Linked DNA regions of Mus musculus: region 2 is linked to region 1. The links are chromatin contacts, called in public HiChIP or PLAC-seq maps. All regions are on one chromosome and are shown on one strand. The core of a region is the stretch at or near the end of the contact, and the rest is flanking DNA. Distances in the headings are between cores, read along the strand shown. Region 1 overlaps Ambra1 (autophagy/beclin 1 regulator 1). Region 2 overlaps Creb3l1 (cAMP responsive element binding protein 3-like 1).

Region 1 (4,485 bases), core at 961-3,460:
GCAGTTTATATAGCAAGATTATGAACTCCAAAGTCCTTCAAGAGGACACTGGTTATAATGAATTACTAGGTAGCTATTTTTTCAAAAGAGGAGAAAGGGGTGCAGGCAGGGAAGGAGGAGGAGTGGCAGCTGTGGGGGCTGCCTGCACCAGCAGCAATAGCAGCAGCAGCTGCAGCTGCCACCAGAGTGATAGCTCATGCCTATAATCTCAGCACTCCAGGAAGCAGAGACAAGAGGACTGCTGCAAGCTCCCGGCTAACCTGGGATTCGGAGTAAGACCCTATCTCTAAACAAGACATGAAGAACTAGAGACAGCTCAGTGGGTAAAACACAAGCTTGTCCTGAAAGCATGAGAACTTGAGTTTAAATCTCCCAGCACCAAAGCAATAAACTGGTCACAGAAAGGTAGAAAGGAGGAAAGGGAGAAAGGAAGAAAGGCATTCTGCAATCACAGTACCGAGGAACGAACGACAGGCAGATCCTGCGTGCCTTCTGACTCTCTCAAGGCAGTAGGATGAGAAGCAATAGAGGAAGTCTACAGACATCTTGCTCAGGCCTCTGCATGAGCACACATAGATGCATACATATAAGACACACACACTCACACACACACTCACACACATACTCTTTACAAAAATATGGAAGATCATGAGATACACTGTACAGAAAAAAAAGTGAGAAGAGTGTTGTATAACACATTTACATTTAGATCACACAAAAGATGGAAAGCAATGCTCTCAATGTGCATATACACACATACACATTCATCTTTCAAGAGATAAGAACTGAAACTGATAGTGGTTACCTACTACAAGGAGTCACAGGCAGCAGGGTGTAGGGTTAAGAAAGTTCTTATTGTATATCCTTTTTTTAAAAAAAAATTTATTTTTTTATTTATATGAGTACATTGCAGCTGTCTTCAGACATACAGTAGAAGAGGGCATCAGATCCCATTACAGATGGTTGTGAGCCACCATGTGGTTGCTGGGAATTGAACTCAGGTCCTCTGGAAGAGCAGTCAGTGCTCTGAACTGCTGAGCTATCTCTCCAGCCCCTTATTGTATATCCTTTAAGTAAGTTTTGAGTTGTAACTATATTATCTAATTTAAACAATGATAAAGTAAAAAAATAAAAATAACTGAAGATGAACTATGGCCAATAAGATATGAGTCACAAATCTACAGATGAACTTGAGTTTTCAATAAGGAAAAGGCAGACTCTTCTACCATGGATTTTTAGAAGAATTGGAGAACAGATTAGTGTACCAGTCAGCAAAATGGCTCAGTGGGTAAAAACATTTTACCTCACAAGCATGGTAACTTGAGTACAACCCCCAGAATTCATAGTGGAAGAAGGTAATTTATTCTTGAAAGCTATCCTCTGACCTCAACACATGTGCCGTGGCATGTGCATACCTACACACAATAATAAATAAAACAAAAAATCAAAAGAACAGATTACTTGACTTGATTTATGGCTTATAGGCACTTAGAATAAAATGAGTAGTTGCTACTTAGGATTCACTAAGAACAAAGCATTAAAAATTATTCTCATTTATCTTGTCTGATAAGAATATTAAAGACTGGTACATCATAAAATGATTATCTTTCAGTAATCAAGATATTTTTAGCTGTATCTCCAAACTCTTACAATGCTTTACATGATACTGAAAACATAAGTGTGCTTGTCTGCGGCCCTAACACTTGAGGCTGAGGCAGGAGGACAACTAGTTCAAGGCTAGCCTATACTATACAAAGCTACTGTCCTTTATTATTGATTTATTTAAAAGACTTGTTTTACTTTTCATTTATGTATATGTGTATTCATGTATGTTTTCTTTCTTTTTGGGGGGGTAGGTGGGGGTGGGGTGGGGCGTCGGGGTTTCTCTGTATAGCCCTAACTGTCCTGGAACTTGCTCTGTAAATCAGGCTGGCCTTGAACTCAGAGATTTGCCTGCCTCTGCCTCCTAGATGCTGGGACTGAAAGTCATGTGCCAATACACCTGGCATGTGTACATTTTCTGTGAATGTATGTTTGGGTACTCTCAGAGGCCAGAAAAGGGCAATGGATCCTATGGAACAGTAGTTAACAGGCACTTGTGAGTTTCCCATGGTGCTGGAAACTGAACTCTAGAGTCCTCTGGAAAATTAGCAAGTGCTCCTAACTGCTGAGCCGTTTCCCCAGACCCTGAGAAGCTGTCTTTAACAGGGAAGAGCTTCAGATGTGAAACCGAAAGTAAAAATAATTCATGTTCCAAAACCATGATAGGAACCCAAAAACATACCTTAACAAGGCTTAATGCAATTTCCTGATTTATTTGCCATTTTTGCTAGAAATCTAAAGGAAGACTGAGAAGAATGTTAATCAAATTAGCAGATGATCCCTAAGACTGAAAGAGAAGGACAAATAAAGGTGCTGCAAGGAAGAACTAGCACTGCAACGACAGGAAGATAATACAAACGGGCTGAATGCTGGCTTACTAACAGTTATCAAGGAACTTTAAGTTACCGTAAATGCAATATTAACTTCAGAAAACGCTGCTGGGATCTGTAGCAAACATCACTGTATTGCGTTTTAGCACACATCATTAATTTTCTGATCTGTTCTGTTTCACCCACAAAGTTAAAGGGGGAAAGAACAGATAGGAAACCACATTAGAAAAAAAAATCTGCAGAGCTTTGATCTGAAAGGTGAGATGTAGAGGAACTTTCCGATTACTGAAGGACTGTGTAAAAGAAGTAAACCAATTACATGGCGTTGCAGCAGCAGAAATAGGATGAATGGGATGAAGTGACCTCAAAAGAAAGACTCATGGTAGCTTGCTGTGAGAAAGAACCTTCCAGCAGAAATGTAACAGTGACAGTGAGGCCATCAGCAGCTGCAGACAGGTTGGGGCTGATTCTCACCTCTTAGGAATGCACAAAAGCCCTTCCTTAGGCAGGGGAAACATCTGCAATGCTGAACAATGGGACCATGGATGTCTTTCAAAGGAAACATATCTATCAGTCACACACATTTGTAAACAGATATTAATCACATCACTCATCTGCTTAGTTGAGGCTTGGATTTGCCAACAAGTCTCCACTCACTATGGCCTTTTCTCAATGTCAGCTACCTCTTTTAGTCTTTTAGTCTCTATGAATCTCTCCACAAATTCCTCGGGGGAGATCTGGCGTTTCCCCTAAACTGTTTTCTGAAATGTGTTACTGGTAGCTGAGGCTAAGCATACAGAAATAGTGCATGACCATCAACAACTTAATGAGAGACAGACAATCCAGTGCTACTTTGCTGCTTTGTATTTTTCAAAGTTCTGTCTCACCAGAAACCCATCTTGCCCATCACTACTCACCATTACTGATTTCTGGAAGGTCAAACTTAGTGAAGTCCCACCACTGGAGCCTGTAGGTAGTATTGGCAATGTTACTGGCCACAGCAGACTGTCCATCTCCAATTACTGCCCCTGATGACAGAGAAGACAACAAGACCACATTAGACTACATACAGTGCATTCTTTTTCTGTATGCTTCTACTGCAGAATATAATGGAACACATGAGTTAGTAGAGGAGAAAAAGAAGAATCACAACTAAAACTCACGAAAGATTGAGAGATCCACATGGCAAGTCACTGCAAAGAGAAACTAGACACAACCTTTCACAAGAAACAGTTCTATGTGGAAATGGAACATCATTCACATGTCCTTCCCATTATTAATGTGTCAGGTCCTGAATATATGCTGTCTAAGAATATATACATTATCTGGGGACACAGATGAGTTTTCATGCAAATGTTAGTAAAGAAATTTGACAACAAGGGGAAGCTACCATGAACACAGACCAGGTGAATTTCAGTTCAGGCCTTGCAGTTCTGGGTGTGTTAGGAGAAGCAGGTCCTCCTTTTTTAGTGACCTTTTTCCTAATAAGACATCTCAAAAGAGGACTTCCTCCAGAGAAGAGGCAGTCAACACATGGTGACTGGAGAGAGGCAGTAAAGAACAAATGAGCTAACACTGTTAATCTCTTTTGAAATGCAGGCATATAACACAGCAGATATTTATGAGTCTGCCTTTGTAACATGAGATTATTTTTATTAAGGCAATTTTTTAAAATGCTCCTCTCCAAGACCTTCCTTTGATTCCAGATTCACTTGTAATGTTTCAGCTTAATTTTCCCTGAGATATACACTTCAGTATGACATTTTTTTTTCCTTGGTAACCAATTAAATAAAAATTTGATTTTTTTAAAACAGGGTGACACTTTAATTTGCAGTTGTATTTCATTTACACGAACATGTCATTTCCTCCTCCTCCTTCCTAGGTGCATTTCATACACAGCCCACCCTTTTGATGAGGCAGAACCAATCCTTCTCAGGAGAACAGAAGATCCTTGTACAATAGCAAGAAAAGCTATATGGTATTTTCCCCTGCAGATCTGGCCCATGCTGACATGCCTGGGACAAGGCAGTTTTACGCCAGAATTCATCAATAT
Region 2 (4,600 bases), core at 560-3,059, 110 kb before region 1:
CCCTTTCATGTCACTAGATTGGATTAAAGGTGACTTGAACAGCCTGTGTCTGCTTCCAAGAGAGCAGCCAGCTCTGGGGAGGCATTTGGGGGAAACTGAGCCTTTTGCGTCCAATGCTTTAGGGTGAGGAGAGTTGGGAGTGGCCAGTCTTGTAGGCCTGCCCTGCCCCAGATCCGACTAATAATAGACTGCTCTGTCTACTACTAGGTGGCAGCCTTGTGCTTCGTTCTGGTGCTGGGCTCCCTTGTGCCCTGCCTTCCTGCATTCTCTTCCGGCTCAATGACTGTGAAAGAAGACCCTATCGCAGCTGACAGTGTCTATGCAGCCAGTCAGAGTAAGTACCTCCAAACTCTGGGTGTTAGCCAGTTACTAGAGAGAAGCCATATCAGCTGCACTCACACCTTTAATCCCAGCACTCTGGAGGCAGAGGCAGGTGGATCTATGAGTTCAAGACCAGCCCAGTCTACATGAGGAGTTCCAGACCAGCCAGGGATACATTAGTGAGACCCTGTCTCCAAAAAGTCTGGAGTGCTGGAGAGATAGATGGCTTGGTACTGGCTGCTCTTTTAGAGGACCCATGTTTGGTGCCTAACCACCCATATGGTGGCTCACAGCCACCTGCAACTCCAGTTCCAGGGGATGAGATGCCAAATTCTTGTCACCGAAGGCACCAAGCACCCAGGTAGTACACAGACACAATGGCAGGCAAAGCATTCATACACATTAAAAAAATTAAAAATAAATATTTATAAGAGATTTGGGTTGGCATTATCTCATTCTATACTCTTTTTTTAAAGATTTATTTATTATTATATGTAAGTACACTGTAGCTGTCTTCAGCCACACCAGAAAAGGGTATCAGATCCCATTACAGATGGTTGTGAGCCACCGTGTGGATGCTGGGAATTGAACTCAGGACCTCTGGAAGAGCAGTCAGTGCTCTTACCTGCTGAGCCATCTCTCCAGCCTGAGGACCAGATTCTTTGCCTCTCTGAGATCCTTTGGCGCAGCGATGTGGAGAGGGCAGACTTAGTGGGCGGCAGAGTGTTCTAGGGACAGCAAGTGAGTGTCAGTCTTCAGTCATTTCTGATGTGACAGTGTTAAGAAAGCCGCTGAGGCACAGGGGACCTGCAGCAGGTGTCAGGACTCTGCTGGGAGTGCCTACCCCTGGGGAGCATGGTAGTTGTGATGTGGGTGCCACCCCAATGGAGTGCGGTGTGGTTCATTTCAGAATCAGTCACAGCCGGCTCTGCATTTGCTAGTTGTGTGAGCCAGGGTGCACATCTTGGCTTCATGTTGATTTCTAGACTCCAGAAACTGCCATCCTTACAGTGAGCATATACCTTGCCTTCTGGAATAGCTCCTGACATGAGGGGAAAGACAGGCCACGAACAGCAAGAGTATAGGGAACAGCAAAGATTAGCATGGCTTTCAGAGGTAGAGGCCACTTCCGGTAGACCCATGGAAGAACTTCTAGGCCATCCTTCATATGCCAGGGACATGAATCTTACGTGGCTGAAGAGAAAGAGGAAACAGATGAGAGGTCAGAGAGAGGGGAGAGCAGGGAGTGTATGGAGAGGAGGGGTACTGCGGGGGTGGGGGTGGGGGCGGTGAGCAAGGCTGAGAGGCTAGAAGGGAGGACAGGAGCTGGGAGCTGGGAGGAGAACTGAGAGGAGAGGGGCTGCGATGGAGCGGTGGGGTGGGGCTGGCGCGGGGGCGGGGCGGGGCGGGCCAAGGCTATCAAGGACAGAGGAGAGGAAGCAGACACAGAAGAGGAGGGGCTGTGCTAAAGTACAAACCCCAGGGAGGGGGAGGGAGGACATGAATGAGCCTCTGGAGGGAGTGAAGCACAGGGCAGGGCAGAGGGCACGTCTGAGGAAGGAGGTGGCTTGTTGAGCGGGCTGGTTTCCGGACTGCAGCTTCACACAATGCCAGGGGCCGCCTTTTCCATAGATTCTCATAGATTAAACCCTGCAGGGGAAGCTGGGAGGCAGGCAGCAGACTGGAGCCAGGAAGCCAATTTACGGGGACCCTTGATGATGAGCTCTGGGAAGCGGGGCTTAAAGCACCTCATTCCCAGGGCTTCGTGTGAGATTTAATTGGCTTTAAGCTAAGGGCTTTATATAAAGCCTGGCACGGGTGTCCAACAAACATTCTTTTTTTTTTTTCTCTCCCCTTGACTTCCCAGAGGAACTAGCCTAGAAGAGAAAAGAAAAGGGTTTCCTTAATTCTCCCAGGAAGTAAGTGGCACGGGAGGATTCGAACCCAGCTCTCAGCAGGTCCTGTCAGTGTGATCCTAGCTTCTTAGGTCAAGGCCTAAAGAGCGTAGGTGTAAGGCTTACACGGGCTACAAAATTAATTAATGGCCTGCCTGAGCAACTTAGTGAGACCCCCCCCCGTCTCAATATAAACGAGAGAGAGAGAGAGAGAGAGAGAGAGAGAGAGAGAGAGAGAGAGAGAGAGAGAGAGAGAGTCTTGACCTAGCTATTACGAAGTTCTGGGTTCAGTCCTTAATATAAGGAGGGAAAAGTCCCAGTTCCCAGTAAGCAAACCATTATTGTCTTGCTCAGAAGTGCTACATTTTTGTGAGCTCCGAGCGGGGCGTGGTGGCGCACGCCTTTAATTCCAGCACTTAGGAGGCAAAGGCAGGCAGATTTCTGAGTTTGAGGCCAGCCTGGTCTACAGAGTGAGTTCCAGGACAGCCAGGGCTACACAGAGAAACCCTGTCTCGAAAAGCAAAAAAACAAAAACAAAAACAAAAACAAAAAGCAGCACAGCTTCAATTGTTATACTGCGTTTACTCATTGAATCCTTGAATCTCCGTGAGGTTGGTTATACTATCCCCATTTTACAGATCAACAAACTGATGCCCAGCAAAATCAGAGCAGAGTGTGTGACTAGCCTAAAATCACATAGCCAGGGATCCTCAGGGCTAGGAGGAGGAGTCAAGCCTGTAAGATGTCAGAGGCTGTACTCTTCATGCCCGGCAAGTGAATGAAGCAGATCCGGCAGAGGGCACATACCTGAGGGGCCTCCGTGGCTCACCCTGGTTTTCTCCACAGTGCCTTCCCGAAGCCTACTGTTCTACGATGATGGGGCAGGCTCATGGGAAGATGGCCGAGGTGCTCTACTGCCTGTGGAGCCCCCAGAAGGCTGGGAGCTCAAACCCGGGGGTCCAGCAGAGCAGAGGCCCCAGGACCACCTCCGACATGACCGTGCAGACAGCATCCATGAGACCACCAAGTACTTGAGAGAGACCTGGCCAGAGGACACTGATGACAACGGCACCAGCCCCAACTTCTCCCACCCCAAGGAGTGGTTCCATGACAGGTGAGCAGAGGGACAGCCTTCCCTTCCCAGGGTCCCAGGCTGTGCCTCCCTCAGCCACATCTTCCCAGGGGGAGGGGGCCCTGGTCAAGTCCTGGCTCACAGTTGAATGACGGGTACCCCAGGGCAGATTCATCCCTGGATCTTCTTCTCTCCCCAGGGATCTGGGCCCCAACACCACCATCAAACTCTCCTAGGCCACTCCAAGACCCAGGACACAGGACGGACACCCTGGCACCCAGAAGAGGCGTTCTCTTGCTCGATGACCCAGATCCAGCTCATACCCCTGCCCCCCGGGTCCCTGTAGTAGCTGGGGACGCTCTATGTCCCCAGACACTTGGACTGCTCCCCTGGGCTGACCACTCCGTTCCCACCTTTCCCTCCTACCACTATCCGTCCTCCTCCGATAAACCACTCACTGGGCTACCCGTTTCCTTCCCATAGTGACCAACGCAACCACTGTTCCTGGCCCCCTCATACACAAACACACAAGCAGACATACACACACAAACACACACCCCCATCTCCTACTGTACAGAGACCAAGAACAGAAATCGTTTGTAAATAATGAACCTTATTTTTTATTATTGTCAATCCCCTAAGATATTGTATTTTACAAATCTCCCTCCCGTCACCTCTCCCTTATTTTGTATTTTATGAAGTTAGTGCGGGCTTTGCTACCCCTTGGCCTGGGGAAGAGGGACACCCCACCCTCACCAGGCCTCTCCCTGCCGCTGCCCAAGCTGCTGGGCCTTTTTAATTTGCCAAACTGCTCCTCCACCAGCTCAGCACATGCTTTAAGAAGGCAAAATTAAAAAAAAAAAAAAGATTCAGCATCAACCTTGACTCTGTGTGTCCTTTGTGAGGGCCTGGGAATGAGGAGATGGGGAGCTTTAGCTTGTATTTGGGGGGGGGGAGGCATGAGAGGGTGCCTGGTGAGAAAGCCTTTCTGTCTGGAGACATTTGTCCAGCTAGTCACCAAATCTGGACTGGATAACTCAAATACAATGCCCGGAATCAAACTGAAAATTTAAAAAACAAAAAACAATTTGATAGAGTGTTATACATCTGTAGTCTCAGCCAAGATGGGAGAAAGAGACAGGAGAACCTCATGGAAGCTCAGCTCACGGGCTAGCTGCCTACAGCAGAGAAAAGAGACCCTATGTCACAAGATGGAAGGCCACTGTGGTGCAGCAATGTGAAGGCACAGGCAGACAGAGGCCTGAGTTCAAGGCCAGACTAGTCTACATTTCTTTTATTGTCGTTGTTTTGT

The links. HiChIP or PLAC-seq counts read pairs in DNA pulled down with a chosen protein or histone mark.
Region 2: a contact with region 1 is called in a CTCF HiChIP or PLAC-seq map of CD8 T cells, with 5 read pairs. The contact joins two enhancer-like sites. A contact is called at or near these places in 1 of 15 datasets of contacts at CTCF or cohesin (CD8 T cells) and 1 of 484 Hi-C or Micro-C datasets (the N1E-115 cell line).

Annotation. Positions count from the first base shown.
Region 1 is chr2:91,874,691-91,879,175 of GRCm38.p6, reverse strand. Ambra1 (autophagy/beclin 1 regulator 1) reads right to left here. Exons shown (of 18, transcript NM_172669.3): 12 at 3,350-3,460. Among named protein-coding and RNA genes, the nearest start is that of Chrm4, 45 kb to the left of the region's middle. Within about 2 kb of position 2,210, at least 55 of the 459 cell types and tissues checked have an H3K27ac peak or open chromatin away from gene starts, as enhancers often do. A contact at or near this core is called in CD8 T cells and the N1E-115 cell line, where this site is marked.
Region 2 is chr2:91,981,895-91,986,494 of GRCm38.p6, reverse strand. Creb3l1 (cAMP responsive element binding protein 3-like 1) reads left to right here. Exons shown (of 12, transcript NM_011957.2): 10 at 208-334; 11 at 3,063-3,330; 12 at 3,488-4,167. The coding sequence ends at 3,524. Among named protein-coding and RNA genes, the nearest start is that of Dgkz, 34 kb to the right of the region's middle. Within about 2 kb of position 1,809, at least 222 of the 459 cell types and tissues checked have an H3K27ac peak or open chromatin away from gene starts, as enhancers often do. A contact at or near this core is called in CD8 T cells and the N1E-115 cell line, where this site is marked.